Linked DNA regions of Columba livia: region 2 is linked to region 1. A link is a contact called in public Hi-C data. All regions are on one chromosome and are shown on one strand. The core of a region is the stretch at or near the end of the contact, and the rest is flanking DNA. Distances in the headings are between cores, read along the strand shown.

Region 1 (3,285 bases), core at 665-3,164:
GCTGTTTCTGATCCTCATTTTTCCTTATTATTTAACAGATTTTCCTTACCAAAGTCAATTATTTTCTCCTATGTAAAAGAGCCTTTTACACATTTGAACACTTACCCTTCCTTAGTCATCTTGTTTTAAGCTAAATAACATCAGTTTTTCCAACATTTTTGTATAGATATTTATTTTCTTAAGTTCTGCTTATCCTTATAGCTGTAATTTGAATAATCTTCAGTTAGTCCAGTGGTTCTCTGAATGATGATGCCCAACACTGAAAAAGCGTACTTCAAAACTGACCTGTCTTGTGCAGAACACAAAACCCCAACCCATTCTTCTGCATGTACATTCCCATATGGCATTTTCCTATTCAGCAAATTCATGTTCAGCTTGCAATCAGCTGTAACTCTTAAATATTTTTTGACGATTTTCTGTCCAGCCATATGTTCCCTTTCTTGCAGTTGTAGATCTGATGCTTCCAACATAAGCAAGCGCTCACATTTCCCAACAGAACAGTGTCCACTATCTCACTTTTTTCCCCCTAGTGATTTATCAAAACTATTTCCAATTCTAAGCCTACCTGCTTGTGCTGTCCTTTCTAGCTAGATCTGTAAAGCTAAGCTAGTAAAAGTGTGTTCCACCTATGCCACCCTTGATTCTTTGCGGTCAGCAAAAGCATTGTTAGTTACCTATTGCAATGTTTGAGTGAAGGTCAAAACTTCCCTCCCGAGGTGCTGGTTCAGAGTGGAGGGTTTGCTTAAGCCTGTCTTACTGATTCAGTAACAGAAAATGCCAAAATGTGGAGACATTCAGATCTGAGATTCTTTCTTGGGTTCATCTTCTTTTTTCACATAATTGAAGATTAGTTTAAAAGTGATGCAACAGAGGTTTGTGGTTTGGGTTGGGATTTGGTTTAAGTGTGTCAGGACCTTTTGGGGTATGGTTTTTGAGTTTTTTTTACATTGATACACCAGATAGCGAACTTGCGGAACTTGTTGTTACAAGGAGTGGGAGGCAGTGAGCTGTGAGATTTAAAAATAGATCAGACAAATTAGTGGAGATTAGAACCATAAACTCACACAAAATAGAAAAAAAGGGAAAAGAAAAAAAAAGGAGTACGACATTGCATACCTAATTCAATGAATGCAGATACTGGAAATGCGTGAAGGAAATGGGCCATGGAAGCAGACAGTCTTATGAGCTCCCGCTAAATGGGATGTTCAATTGCAACTGCTGGAGACAGAAATCTAGATAGACAGTCTAGACAGATGGTTTGTGTGAGCCAATAGGACAGTTCTTATATTTTGAGGGAAACTGAATCAATTTCTCATTGATTCAGGTCCAAACCACAAAGTAAATTTGTTCTTGTGTTTTAGACTCGTGTTCAGATCCCGTATACTTAGTCATAACTAAAAACCTTATTTTTACACATCATGATTGCATCAGAAGTTAGTCCAACAGATAGGGCTGGAAGGAAGCACACAGGAAATCCAATCTGTAAAATATTCTTTATAAACTACAACGAAATGAATAAAGAGTGCTGTTGCCATCACCATTGAAACTAGATTTAATCATTCTGCCTTAAAAAGAAAAACAAACAAACAGATACCAGTGTATCTGTTTAGGGGATATATATCACAGAGAAAGTTAGGCAGCAGATTTTTTAAATTATTTTTTTAAACAAATGATAAAACAATGCAAAACAACAAACTTACATACCAATTTTTGGTCTGGAAGTTACCGTTACTAGTAGTTTGAATTGGCACCATGCATTACTTGGTTACTAAGGTTTTGTACTCTGCTAAACAATTTCTTAATAAAAAGCATAACATTTTCCCTTCATAAAGCTGTACATTTTCTCTTAAATCTAAAGTGGTATTGTTGCTATCAGACCTAAGGATACATCCTGGGCACAAAAAATCGGAAGGATAAGGAGCCACTGTCTGTATGAATTCAAAATTCAATTCCTAACCTTTTCATTTTCCAAAAGCTGCGGAAAAAAAAAAAAAAAAAAAAAAAGGCAGTAACAAAGAACTAAAGAACAAAGTTGCATTGATATGCAGATTGCATCAGAGGCCACAAATAATTCCTTGTTTCACCATCTGGCCAAGAAATTTCATTTTCCTTAGCACTCAACACTGGGTGACACAGATCCTAGTTCCCTGTGATACTGTAAATGCCGTACTAATTTCCCCCCCTTATCATTAATGAATTTATGTAATAAGAGACATTCTTAGACCAGTTCTTGACTGTTTCTTCCTTTCAGCACAACTTGTTAATCTTTCTCCTTTGGCCAGTCTCTTGACTTTCAACACTTCAGGCTGGAGTAGGCAGCTGACGCACACAACATGGAACCAGACCATCGCTGGGCAAAGCAGCCTTCAGTACATCACGTCCATCGTCCTTCTGGTAGCTTATCTCTTTGGAACTTGAATTTAAGCAGCTACCACTGATCTAAAAAGCGGGTAGCATGCTGGGCCTAATCTATTTTTAAAATTCCTATCCCATCACAAACCTACAGCTATACTCCGCAGGGACACTTCAACTAATCTGTCCCAGCATAGAACTCTTGAGTGCAAAGGGTAGAGCAACAGACCATTTTCACTAGCAGGTTCCAGCTGGGTAACTCAACCTAATCTTCTCTATTGATAATGAATATAAGCCTGAGTGCATTCAAAACTAAAAACAACCCTAGCTCCTTAGTAAGGCTCCCTGCAGCAATGGCATCTTCCCAGGGCAACTAGCTGACCCTGATAGAGAAGGAGGAGGTAGAGAGACAAGCATATAAAATAATAAAGCTAAAATTTGCAGATGTTTATTAAAAAGATAGGCTCCAAAGTGCGGTATATTACATTAAAATAATTTTCAGAGATACACAGAAGTCCCCTTTGCTTTTTCTGCTTTAAAATTTTGAGTGTTCAAAAAGCCAGCTTTGTCATCACTTTTTGGAGCCAGATTTTGTTTTTACTCCCAAACCCAGCAGGTTAGTCATAATTGTGTTCTAGTCCCTTTCTATAACTAGAGCCACTCACAGCTGACTCACCTAAATAAGTGAGTAAATAACTCACCTGGTCATATTTCCATCTTATTTTTCAGTTCCCTTGAGATGGGACCAGTCAGGAGCAGCCCCTGTACTGTGGAAGGACTGTGGGGTGGTGCTGGGTTCAGAGCTGCCCCAGCCATGGAGGTTACAGAGGAGGTCAGACTGTCAGAGAACCTGGTAAAGCTCAGTGAACCCAAACTACATGGCACTGCTGCTGTCTGCTACAAAGACAGCCACAAAAGAGATGGTACAAACTA
Region 2 (3,586 bases), core at 934-3,433, 58 kb before region 1:
AACAAAAAACAAAACAACAAAACCAATTATTTCATAAGGATTTACTGCTTGTCCTTTGGTTGGCCATTCTGCTGTTTTTGTCATTTTTACACATTATCGATGTTGTCCTGCATGATCACCTAACAAATGCAAGAAGCTATACTTTGGAGAAAGAAATTGACTGAAATTTTGAGTAGCCAGTCTTTACAAGATGACACATGATACTGAGAAAAACAACAACTTAAAAACACAAGAATGAATGGAGAATACTGTAAAGACAAGTTTGCTTCATTTCACTTCTTCCACATGATTTCGCCAGGAACAGGGGAAATGACAAATACACGTATAAATAAAGTAGTAAAGAGTTGATGCCAAGCTCCCTCTCAGTATTATTTATTTAATTTAGGAACATTTTACTCTGTTGAAGTTGTTTTTCACAATATTCATTTCCATTATGTTGTATGTCCAGTTCCACATAAAATTGTAGCTTACAAAGGGAGAAGCAGGATACCAAACAGGCTCCATGTCCATTCACAAAATCAAATCTATAATAGATTTTCCGTGCATTACATTATTTGTCTTCCACATGTCCCCAGTGTCTGCCTCTATTATTAATAACAAAGGTCAGAACACTTAATATTTGGCAGCACACTTGACACATAATTGATGGTGCAATGTGCTATAACAGTACTTTACGCATCTGTTGTCAGCTCATTTAATTTTCAAGGATTTTGTTGACAATCCTTAATAGGAAAATGCTGTCCTTAAAACCCTCCATTTTAATACATTTTTATACTGTACTTACTGACTGACTGAAGTGTATAAAAAATCAAGCAGGTAAATTCTAACATTGAAACAGTGTGCAAACAAACAGAAGTATTGCAAAAGAAAAATATGTATAAACACTTCACTTGCATATTTTATTGCAATTTTCATGTATTTCAGCACTAGTTTTTTTGGATGTTGATGTCACTAAAAAAAAATCCTATTTAATATAGTTAATTATTAAATTCAACTTTTTTATCTGCCTCTACAATCATTATAGCCCTGATTTTTATCTCTTATGCATCAGTTTGTCACTAGTAAAACTGAATTACTGTACTCAATTGCAAACTTTTAAGTTACCATTCAATATAGCAGCAAAGCAGTGCCTTATAAAAGTGAAACAGTAACAGTGAGCGTAATTTTTTATTTCACGTTACTTTAAATGAGTAGTAAGAACACTGCAGTTAATTTCAACTAAATCAAAACTTAATGAGAACAACAGAGATTAGAATCAGTCTCTGTGCTCCAAAGAGCTTATAAAGCACATCAAACAAGTTAGAATGGAAGTATAAAATAAATATAATGATCTGAACTATATTATGCTTTAAGCAATCTCTACTCATTCTGACATTTTAAATACTAACACCAGGTAAAAAAGCATGTAAATAAATGGTGGGGAGAAGGGAAGAATGTACAAAGTGGATAGACAAGGGGGAAGAAAACCCAACTGTTTGTGGAGAGGATTTGAAAGAGAATTTGTTAAAATGGAAGAAAAAGACATTGGCTATGAGGATAAGATTAAGACTATGGAAGTTTCACTAGTATAATATTAATGACATTTTTTTCTTTAGTTGGAACATTTTTGGTGAGGAAGATGCATAAACTGCTAGAAAATCATCCTAGGCTTATATTATTTAATATTGCTCTCCTGTTTATGAGTACAAGTATTTAAACTGAAGTAGGTAGTCTAAAATTTCCATGTTAAGTGAAATCTAATTTTTATGCAAATCAGTATTTTTCAGGTAATATTTTATTTAGATATTCTCAGAAAATCCTGAAAAAGCATAGCTAAGATTACAGATTTGCACAAGGGCACTTATGTTTGGTCCTTCAGTCAAACATTTAGCTGCTACAGAGATTCTGAAATGTACTTCTCGGATGGTGCTTATTTCTCAAGTACCTGCATTCCTGAATAGCTCTCAACATTCACTAATAAAATGCCCGTACTTTCATATAGTCAAAGGGAATTACTTATGAAAATACCCTTTTCTTTAATCTGAGTCTGATTTCCCTGGGAAGCAGTGAGAGAAAAAAAATCATTCCTCCCTTTCTAGATCAACTCCCTGCTCTGTTGACCGGTTTCTTTAGAAGTTCTTCTTAGGTGGCCAGTTCTCACAAGTTTCTATAAGCCTGGGCAGTTCAGACATTGCCGTAGGTGACATGGTATCTGATACAGAGATGGTAAGTGCCATGAGAAAATTCCTTATGATCTAGACATGCATACATGTGTGCACAGAAATGAGGAAAAGTGTCAATAAACACCACTCCTGACTATGAAGGAAAGCAGTTTTGAGAATTTACCTTTTTTGAAGCAATTTCACAACTAGATTATAGCAACAGAAAAGGGTTTGTTCTCATGCACTTGAGCCCGATCTTTGAAATTTTACATTGCTCCACAGCAGCAGTCTTCAATTTGTAGTCACAAAATCCTGCAAACTGTTTCTAAGAATACAGCAAGTCATAATTGCAAAACAAATTATGAAAGTCAAGCCCTTTATCAAAAGACTTGATTCACTATTCAGGAGCTCACACTAGATGAGCCTACAAATGAAAGGTCAAAGGCTGCACAGCAGTCATGGAAATTTGCGGGATAAGCATTTGCTGTTTAAGTGCAGCTGCATCTGGATTCTTTAATTGATTCAAAGACTCATACTGAAGCTTCCAGCTAACATTACAAATAGATTGGGAATCAGTAACGATTTGGATTATTGGTGACGAATGGCTTACATCTGATTAAATCCTGGAGACACCAAGCAGTGCAATCTGCACCAGATGAGATTTGTGTATTATTTTCCTGGTCATCCTCAGATGCACTGACGAGCAGTGACAAATGTGAGGATCACTGTGACTGGGTGCATGACCAGAAGAAAAAGGTAACAATTTATAAGTAAAAATAAGGCCAACATTGTGCCGCCTGCAATACAACCACAGCAGCCTGCAAGGTTGTGGTGCCAATCGCATGTGCCCTGAGTAAGAAGCATCTGGGTTGATGCCGCATGGTAGTTCTGTAGAATTTGACGTGTCATAAAAACAATGTGTTTATTTTTAATACTTTCAAGCAACTTTTAACTAACACTGAGGAAGGTGAACCACACAATTCGAAAAACTTAAATACTTAGAAATTCAACTCCAACTTAAAAGTTCTGGTTATAAGATCTTACTCAGAAAATAGCAAAACACCAGCTAGGGATATTTTTTTTTAAAGGTGTGAATATTGCTGGTTTTTAAAGATACCCTTCAACCTTTTGTTTTTCTTTCACAGTCAGATGTATCTCATTAAAATCAGCACAGAAGAATAAACTACCAGGCCTTTATAAGGAGATTGTTTATTTTCAGTCTTTACTGAGCTTTCACTGGTATTATCATTATTTCTATTAGAAACAGCCATTAGCTATGTTGGTGAAATCAAACAAATATGGAGACAGTTTTTGAAGAAAATTATTAACACTGCAATTATCTGTCATCACTTTGGCAGATGTAACACAGGCAGTGAGAATTTAAAGCGCTTCTCAGTATCAACTAGAGATATACTAAGCAGAAAGGTATGGGATAATCCCTTTAT

The links. A called contact is a pair of places that touch in the nucleus more often than the background predicts.
Region 2: a Hi-C map of crop shows a contact between it and region 1, with 1.7 times the contacts expected there. The contact joins two enhancer-like sites. A contact is called at or near these places in 2 of 2 Hi-C or Micro-C datasets (crop and liver).

Annotation. Positions count from the first base shown.
Region 1 is chr4:37,556,555-37,559,839 of bColLiv1.pat.W.v2, reverse strand. The region is part of intron 1 of VEGFC (vascular endothelial growth factor C); the gene reads right to left. Among named protein-coding and RNA genes, the nearest start is that of VEGFC, 130 kb to the right of the region's middle. Within about 2 kb of position 1,914, at least 1 of the 3 cell types and tissues checked has an H3K27ac peak away from gene starts, as active enhancers do.
Region 2 is chr4:37,615,023-37,618,608 of bColLiv1.pat.W.v2, reverse strand. The region is part of intron 1 of VEGFC (vascular endothelial growth factor C); the gene reads right to left. Among named protein-coding and RNA genes, the nearest start is that of ASB5, 130 kb to the left of the region's middle. Within about 2 kb of position 2,183, at least 1 of the 3 cell types and tissues checked has an H3K27ac peak away from gene starts, as active enhancers do.